Linked DNA regions of Mus musculus: regions 1 and 3 are each linked to region 2. The links are chromatin contacts, called in public Hi-C maps. All regions are on one chromosome and are shown on one strand. Each heading gives the region's core, a stretch centred on a gene start, on an enhancer-like site or on the middle of the called end of the contact. The rest is flanking DNA. Distances are from core to core; before and after follow the strand shown.

Region 1 (2,746 bases), core at 65-2,564, 480 kb after region 2:
TTGCGTGAAGTAGCCACCTCCCTCCAATCCATGCACACACACACCTTTGCACTTTGACCTTCAGGCAGAAGATAGCCTTCTGCTGGTCACCTCAGTGGTAGTAAGTACAACCAGTGGGTGATAGAACAGAGTGAGCTAGAGGTCTGATGCTCACAAGAAGCCCATCAGCATGAGAGCCTGGTGGTTGTGAGGCACTAACCATAAGTGGACCCTGCAGTGTTTGCCACTCAACTCTGCCATGCTCCCAATCTCTCCCATAGCATTATTAGCGGTGTTCGTTTTTTCTGGTTGTTGTTGTTTGATTGGTTTTGTTTTTTAAGAATCTCACTATGTATCCCTGGCTGGCCTCAAACTCATAGAGATCTGCCTGCCTCTGTCTCCTGAGTACTAGGATTAAAGGACTAAACCACCACACTCAGCTAGAATGACTAGTGTGCCATAGTGACCAGAGGATCAAACGTGCTTGTTTCTAAATGGATAGTCATTGACCAGCACTGTTTGTTAAACTTGCTGTCTTTTCCTCATCTCACTGCACTGGAGATTTACCATAAATCAATTGTCTATGCATACAATGGTTTGTTCTGTATTCTCTACTCTGATCTATTTGTCCTTTTGTCTGTCATACCAATACCACGGTATCCTAACAACTTTAAAAGTATATATAAAACACCATGACCAAAAGCAAGAGCAACTTGGGGAGGAAAGGGCTTATTTCATCTTAAAGCTTTTGTCCATCATCCAGGGAAGTCAGGGTAGGAAGTCAAGGCAGAAACTGAAGGCAGGAGCTGCTGCAGAAGCTAGGGTGGAGCACTGCCTACTGACCTGTTTCCACACTTGCTCAGCCAGCCTCCTCCCTCCCTTCCTTCCTTCCTTCCTTCCTCCCTCCCTCCCTCCCTTCCTCCCTTCCTCCCTTCCTTTCTTCCTTTCTTTCTTTTGTGCCCAGATTGTAAAAACCCCAAAGAGACCCCCAGGAATCACAACGCTGATGCAAGCACATGAGGGTCTTTATTCAAGCTTGAGCTTGGTTCCACCAACCTTCTGGATGGAATAGGAAGAAGAGTGGACCCCCAGGTCTAAGTGAAGGAGGTTTATAAAGGAAAAAACTGTGAGGGTTTCTAAGCCTTGGCATTACATGAGGGGGTAAAGGAATGTTGGTCTTTAAGCTTATTGATTTACAGCTCCTGGTTAAACCATAAGGAGGGAGCATACATTAAAAAGGGGCATTTTCACCTGGGAACAACTTGGGTTTTCTTAGCCCACTCTGTTGTTATCAGCCAGCTGCAGCTGCTGTGTCTATTTTGCAACTGCCAGGGACATTTTGCGATTTTTCTCAGACCTCAAGGGAGGGGGGGCCATGCCTCTCTAAGGGCAAGTTAACTTAGAATGGAGTCTTAAGAACAAAATGGAGTTTATTCTGTCACCTCAGTCCTTTTCCTCCCTCCCTCCCTCCCTCCCTCCCTCCCTCCCTCCCTCTCTCCCTCCCTCTCTCCCTCCCTTACTTCCTTGTCTGTCTCTTTCTTTTTAGGGAGGGGTTTTGGTTTGTTTGTTTGGTTTGTTGTTGTTTGGGTTTTGGTTTGCTTGTTTTGTTTTGAGACAGGGTTTCTCTGTGTAGCCCTGGCTGTCCTGGAACTCACTCTGTAGACCAGGCTGGCTTCAAACTCAAAGATCCACCTGCCTCTGCCTCCTGAGTCCTGGGATTAAAGGTGTATGCCACCACTGCCTGGTTTCAGCTTGCCTTCGTAGAGCACTCAGGACCACTGCTCACATCAGTCATGAAATGTTACCACAGGCTTCCTCAGAGGCCAGTGTGATGGGGCCATTTTTCTAACTGAGGTTCCCTCCTCCCAAGTGAATATAGCTTATGTTAAGTTCCCGTAAAGCTAGGCAGAACATACGGCAAGGTGTCCACCTTAGTTTCCTGTCTGAGGCTTCACTGACGGACCTTTAACTTCTGATTGTTTCCTGTTTCCCAGGTCCTAGACTCACAGGAGTGTGGTGCCATACCCAGGTCTATGGTAATTTTAAGATGTGTTTATTACTATTTTTAAAAACCTACTGGATTTTCATTGAGATTGCATTAAACTTATAAAGTAATTGATGCAGAAACAGCGACTTAAGAATTCTGGTCTAGGAATAGTCTTTAAGTAGCTCGACGCTGATGTCACTCTTTTAAAACTTACCAATGAGGCTCTGACATTCCCAGGAGACACAGTCTCAGAGCAAACTCCCTGATCCTCTGGCTCTCGGGACCTTACTGTCCCTCCCTCTGAAATGTTCCCCAAGGCTTAGGCGTAAGAGTTATTGGAGATGGATCTCTTAGGACTGGGATCTACAACTCTGCATTTTGATTGGTTGTAGTTTTCTGTAATGATCTCTGTGGTAAAGAGAAGTCTTCTTGATGAGGGGTGAGGACTACAGTTATCTGTAGGTATAAGGACAAATATTTGATCACTTTGTTCCTTGAGAGCAAAGGGGTCCAGCATTTAAAGGGAAAGGAATATGTCATCAAATGCAGGTTTGCTGTTCACTGAGACCTACTATTTTAAATATTTACCTTACTTTTAACTACATGCTTATTTGTGTGTGTGTGTGAGAGAGAGAGAGAGAGAGAGAGACAGACAGACAGAGAGACAGAGAAACAGAGAGACAGAGAGACAGAGACAGAGAGACAGAGACAGAGAACCTGAGGAGGCCAGAGGTGTTGGATGCCTCTGGAGAAAGAGTTACAGGCCACCTACAACAGGGA
Region 2 (2,973 bases), core at 132-2,631:
ACAGTGATCTGTCTTTTTAGGCTAGTTGAATGTACATTGCTAATGTCAAGTGCAGTGTATAAGACAAATGGCATGAATGAATGAATGAGAGAGAAAGAAAGGAAAGAGAGAGAAAAAGAGAGAAGGAAAGAGAGAAAGAAAGAAATTACCTATAGATGATGAACCAATGCATGGACAGGTACAAATCCTTCACTTGAGAAAAGAAAGAATTCTACCAATCAGGGGCAACAAGGATCTTCTTTCCAAGCCTGGATTTGAACCACCAGAAGGAAAATTGATCTCCCTGACCTATTGCCTGCTCAGCTATCTGTAGGCTTCAAGGTTTTGAAAGTATGGGACCCTCCATTTGTCCTTTGTCAAAGTCTCTTATTACTATGCTTTTCAGAAGGTCTATTTTCCTTTAGTTTTCTCTTTGTAAAGATTCCAACCTAAAGACAGAGGCAAGCAGATGTTTGTGAGTTCAAGACCAGCTTGGTTTATGTACTGAATTCCAGGACATCTAGGGATATAATAAATAAACAAACAAAATTAAAAATGAAGAGGAGGAGGAGGAAGGGAGGAGGGGAAAGGAAGAGAATTTTCACTTACTCTCTGGCTGTTCTTAGAAAAGGACCGGTCTCCACATTTCAGTGGAATAAACTTTTCACTTCATATTGCTTACTCTGTATGGACTTACAGATTACAACCACCTGTAACCATTGGCCTCCAAGGACAAGTATAAGACTCTGCTTTCTCAATGCCAGGCAGTGAAGCTGAACCCAAAGTGGGTGCCTACACGGAGATGCCGAATGAATCATACCTGACCCAAGCCATCACGGCAGCTGCCATTCTCCTTCAAAACTGAGAGTCAGAGCATTGAGAGGGGTGGGCAGCCGTGAACCTGGTCGATGATGGCCGGAGAAGGACAGAGAAGAGGTGGGCCTGGGAATTCTGATGTGAAAATGAAACTATCAGAGAAACCTGGCAGCAGATCTTGGCTAAACAGTGCAGTCTGAGTCTCTATATTTAATTAAATTTATTTATTTATGATCACTGCGTTTCTGGGCTTTTTGGTTTATTTTAATTGAAAATAGGTTTTTTTTTTTTTTTCATCTCCTATATCTCATGAGAAAGATGGGAGGCCTGGAGGCTATAGCCATTTAACAGACCTGTGTTGACGAAACCATATGTGCAAAGCCACAGACAGGACTAGTCCTCTATCCTTAACAGTCAGTGGCAGCAGCTGGCATGCCTTCCTCTAGCCCTGCCCTCCTCAAGCCCACAGGGCCTTTCTCTACATGTAGAAAACAGGTTGCAAGTCAAAAAGGGCGCAGCCCAGCTTTGTTTCCAGGTTCTGTAAGAAGCAGAACTCTCCAGTTCTCAGTTTCAATCTTGGCTCAGTCTGGCTGGTTGCCTAAGAAGGAATGACAAAGCTGATTTCACTACCGCTTCACAGACGGAAGATGGAAGAGGAAATGGGATGCGTAATTTGTCAAAGTAAAAGCTTTTTCAGATGTCAGTAGCTGAGCATCTTTGGGGAGTTGCTCGTTCAGGGCCTGATGGGATTCACTTGCGTAGATTGTGTATTTCAGTGCCCCCTTGTCTATCAGCCTTCTGCAGTATGACACTCTAGCTCTGACTCGGAAGCCCTAAGAGGAGGACCGTTTGGGGGACTATTTATAGTAACACTGGACCTTACCCAAGGATAGCATGAATAGGCACAGACAATGGTCACTCTCGGTATGACTTTAGGCAGTTTGGGGGCCACTTTGATCCTCATTTTCCCTGTGGTTTATGGCCATGACATCCTGAAGCCAATACAGAGCTAAGTGAGATCAAATGTGGTGTAATAACTGGTGCAATAAAGTAGAAGTTTTTTTTTTAAACTATCTTCAAAAAATTGTATTCTGCTAAAGACATAGGTGCCCCGAGATGGTCGGTAGTGCTGATAGCAGTGCGAGCGACAGTGAGATCTGCTGTCAAATTTTCTCTGGATCATTACAAATCCAGCCGCTGTCCCTGCAGGCTGCAGTCTAAATGGAGAAAATAAAACATCAACAAGATGTCTGGAAAATGGCTTTGTGCTTAAGTGCTTAGAATGCAGATTCAATTCTGGCTGTAAATGTTAGTGGTGTTTTTTTATCAGTTCTAACAGATAAATGGGCAGAGGCAAAAACTAATCAACCGTTTTATTCCTCCTAAGAAACAGAGACACGCAGCGGCCCTGAGTCAGCGTGGCCCGGCATTTAATGTGAGGGTGGTGTTTGGAACTCGCTGCTCCGTTTTCTCAGCTAAAACGTATCACTCACTTACAAAAGATAAAGTCCAAGTAATGTACCAATCCCTAGGGAGGAGGGAACCCATTAGGTGGTTAAGGAGGGAACCCATTAGGTGGTTGAACTATAGACTCTAATACCACCAAGGGAGGTGTGGAGTCAGGGGGAGGGGGAGGACTCTGGTCCAGTTAGAAAGCAAAAAGGAGAAAAAGATGGCTGTTCTTGGTGTGCTCGAATGGAGCAAGAACCTTGAACATGTAGACCTCTGCTTCCCAGGAGATGTGAGGTCAGGCCGGCCACTTGTCCTGACTGACCTGTCTCTTCAGTCTTAATTATGTGGGTGTACTTTTGTCTAGCTTGAACCCAGGAATGCTTGCCAGAACTGGCAATTTCTACCTCAGATTTCACTTGATTTACACCAAACCTACAGTGCTCTCCCACTTACCTAAAGTCACAGAGCTAAATAAATAAATAGATAGATAGATAGATAGATAGATAGATAGATAGATAGATAAAGCAAGCCAGAATCCAGTCTGCCCTCTCTGTATACAGCTACTGTGATCCATACAGTAATAATTTTAGCTAGGACTACAAGGGCCACCACTGAGGCGTCAATAATGCACTTCTTTATTAACGCAAGTTTGTTGTGTAACATGAGATGGGCATGGGGAAAGAATAGACATACGAACAGCAGATAAAAGGCATACTTTCAGACGGA
Region 3 (2,822 bases), core at 155-2,654, 350 kb before region 2:
CCAGCCAGGCTAACCCCGTGCTAATGAGACATGATGCTAGAGAGGAGAAATTCTGTAGCTGTGATTAGAGTCGGATTGGATATAGGAGAACAAAAACTAACAACAATGACTTGGTGATGGCTTCATAGGAAACCTCTAACCCCAGAAGAGAAACAGACAACCCTTGCCGCAGCCCCAGCTTCCTGGCTGTTACAAAGGTTGACAAATAGCCCCAGGTGCATAGAGCTTAGTGGTGTAGTGCCTACATCACTGAGCAAACATGATGGCATTTCCACCGGTGCCAAACTCCTTTCAGCACCAAGGCTTCAACGGCGATCCGGATAGAAACTCTGTCTCCAGGAAACTGGGCTGCTACCTATTTGCTCTGAGATGCCCCCAATCCAGCCCCCAGGAGCTCACAGGCTAAAGGGAGAGTTTGATTGGTAAGGGTCTGATGCATGGTGGCATAGCCAGTGAAGAACATCAAAGAAGGGGACGGGGAAAGAGAGCTGAGGATGAAATTTTAATAAGGTGCTTGGGCAAGGTCTGAATAAGAACAACATCAATCCGCAGTGGGTAGTGTGCAGCAAGATAGGACACAGGGAAAGGAGGGGAGACATGAGCCTCTCACTTCAGAGTCCCTGTGACACCTCTACTGAGAATCAAGAATCCCAATGCTGGCCACAGTTCTGTGAAGGTTACAGACATAGGGAGAATGTTTCTTCTATACAGATATGTTCTATTAAGAATGTTAAAATAGCAACAAACCAGACTTAAGGTCTTAGCATTTATGACCTCAAATAGAGTCCACCTCCTCTTGCATACATTCTGGGAAGCTCAAAAGCAATACCCTGAGTATTTTGTTACAGTAAAGTTGCCCTAAGTCTTTGTATCCCTGTGGTCTACAGTTGTGCCTGGAATCCTGTCTTTGCCTCATGAACCACTGTGAGTCCATTTCTTAGCATGGACTGGAGAGATATGCCAGCCATTAAAGTCTCACCATCCTTTGAAGAGAATAAATTTACAACTCACCAAAATTTACACACACACACACACACACACACACGACTATTATAAAGACAGTCAACTTCCCAAAGGAAGTGCATTGCCAACACTTTTGCTATCCCACCAAAACGAGATGTTAAGATCCTCCGGCTGAAGACTTTTGGTCACAGGATGTAGGGAACCCAAACTGGTACTGAGCTGGAAACTCCCTTTCCACTGGCTGCATACATAGTCCTAAAAACTGCTGAGCAGGCTACTGAGGGAAAAATAGCCATGGCCACATTCACTCTAGAGCTTGCTTGCTGAATACCCATTTCCCACTGTGGAATAGTGGCTTGATTATATTGGGGTAATCAGCCCGGGTAGGAGGCCCATTCCACAGGGGGGAAATACAAATCAATTACCATAAACCCGACTAGAAGCCTGTGGCTGGGTGAGTCATGAGCCTAAAGGGGAACAAACTATTGCTCCTTCCCTAAATGGGTATATTGCCAAACTTCCTGCTACGTATTTATATTTATAAAGTGTTTATACTTGTACCCCTCTTAGCTTAGGGAAGACCCCCCCACTTCTTTCTGAGGAACTAGTTGCTACAGGAGATGTTATTTATTTTCTTCAATGGTGTATCCATTGAGGTTCTAGTTGGGAAGAAGAAGGGGTGCAAAGTAAAAAGATATGGAGTGACAGGGAGTAATAAGGGAAGAGAATAATCATAGCGCACTGTATATGTGTATGTAACATCAAAAGATAAATAAGTAAATGCAAATAAACTAAGCAGATTTTTTATTTTTTTCTGGGGGGGGGGGTTCGAGACAGGGTTTCTCTGTGTAGCCCTGGCTGTCCTGGAACTCACTCTGTAGACCAGGATGGCCTCAAACTCAGAAATCCACCTGCCTCTGCCTCCCGAGTGCTGGGATTAAAGGCGTGTGCCACTACCGCCCAGCTAGGGTAATAAAGTGTTCCTTCCCCTTGAACAGACCACACCCATACTTGGTGATGTCCTGTTCTGTCTACTGATCCCCAAGCATTAAATACACATTAAAAAAAAATCTCTTTTAGAAAGAGGCCATGAATTTGAAAGAGAGCAAGGTGGATTTAAAGGGAGGGTTTGGAAGGAAGAAAGGGGAGGGGGAAATGATGTAATTGTATTATACACTCAAAATATTTTTAAATTCTTTTAAAATAAACCACAGCTCTGCTTCATACTGAGTTGTCCTGAATTCCTTTCCGTGTCAGCCATAGGCTTTGGGTTTTCCTGAATGGAGATCCCTGAGGTGTAAGGGAACCCCACAGGCTGCTGCAGCAGGAGCTGAGCTTCCCTCCCCGCTTCCACAGACAGGGAGGAGACCATGCAGGTCAGCGGAAAGCACAGGGTGGTGGGGAGGGTTGGGAATCCCGGTGACAGGGTTAGAGAAGCACAGAAGACTGGGCCCCCAGGTAGAGCCCACACGGGGCTCTTGGCTTTACCCATGAGCCATCAGAACCTAGAGTACCTGGCGTAGACACGGAGGTGGTGAATGGAATGTTAGGGTTTAGATTTGGGGTGCACCTGGAAGGATGAACTGATAACCAGGGGAGCCCTTGTTTTTACTGTTGTCCGAGCTTGTTTTCTATTGCTGTGATAAACATCATGGCCAAAAGCAGCTTGGGGAGGAAAGGGTTTATTTGGCTTCTACTTCTACATCGCAGTCATTAGTGAAGTAACCAAAGAAAGATCATGAAGAAACGTTGCTTACTGACTCCCTCTCCCGGCTTGCTCAGCCACTTGTTGTTGGTTTGGTTTGTTTTTTTTTTTTATACAATCCAGGACCACCTACCCAGAGGTGACACCACTCACA

What was found. Hi-C and Micro-C count contacts between places; a contact is called where the count stands out from the background.
Region 1: a contact with region 2 is called in a Hi-C map of the G1E-ER4 cell line, with 3 times the contacts expected there. The contact joins two enhancer-like sites.
Region 3: a Hi-C map of bone marrow-derived dendritic cells shows a contact between it and region 2, with 2.6 times the contacts expected there. The contact joins two enhancer-like sites. A contact is called at or near these places in 1 of 39 promoter capture datasets (pre-B cells), 1 of 484 Hi-C or Micro-C datasets (bone marrow-derived dendritic cells) and 1 of 115 datasets of contacts at active chromatin or transcription factors (embryonic stem cells).

Annotation. Positions count from the first base shown.
Region 1 is chr2:130,371,932-130,374,677 of GRCm38.p6, forward strand. No RefSeq gene overlaps it. Among named protein-coding and RNA genes, the nearest start is that of Cpxm1, 24 kb to the right of the region's middle. Within about 2 kb of position 1,315, at least 8 of the 459 cell types and tissues checked have an H3K27ac peak or open chromatin away from gene starts, as enhancers often do. A contact at or near this core is called in the G1E-ER4 cell line, where this site is marked.
Region 2 is chr2:129,892,075-129,895,047 of GRCm38.p6, forward strand. The region is part of intron 1 of Gm39933 (a long non-coding RNA gene); the gene reads right to left. Among named protein-coding and RNA genes, the nearest start is that of Gm39933, 3.4 kb to the right of the region's middle. Within about 2 kb of position 1,382, at least 71 of the 459 cell types and tissues checked have an H3K27ac peak or open chromatin away from gene starts, as enhancers often do. A contact at or near this core is called in the G1E-ER4 cell line and bone marrow-derived dendritic cells, where this site is marked.
Region 3 is chr2:129,545,602-129,548,423 of GRCm38.p6, forward strand. No RefSeq gene overlaps it. Among named protein-coding and RNA genes, the nearest start is that of F830045P16Rik, 10 kb to the left of the region's middle. Within about 2 kb of position 1,405, at least 38 of the 459 cell types and tissues checked have an H3K27ac peak or open chromatin away from gene starts, as enhancers often do. A contact at or near this core is called in bone marrow-derived dendritic cells, where this site is marked.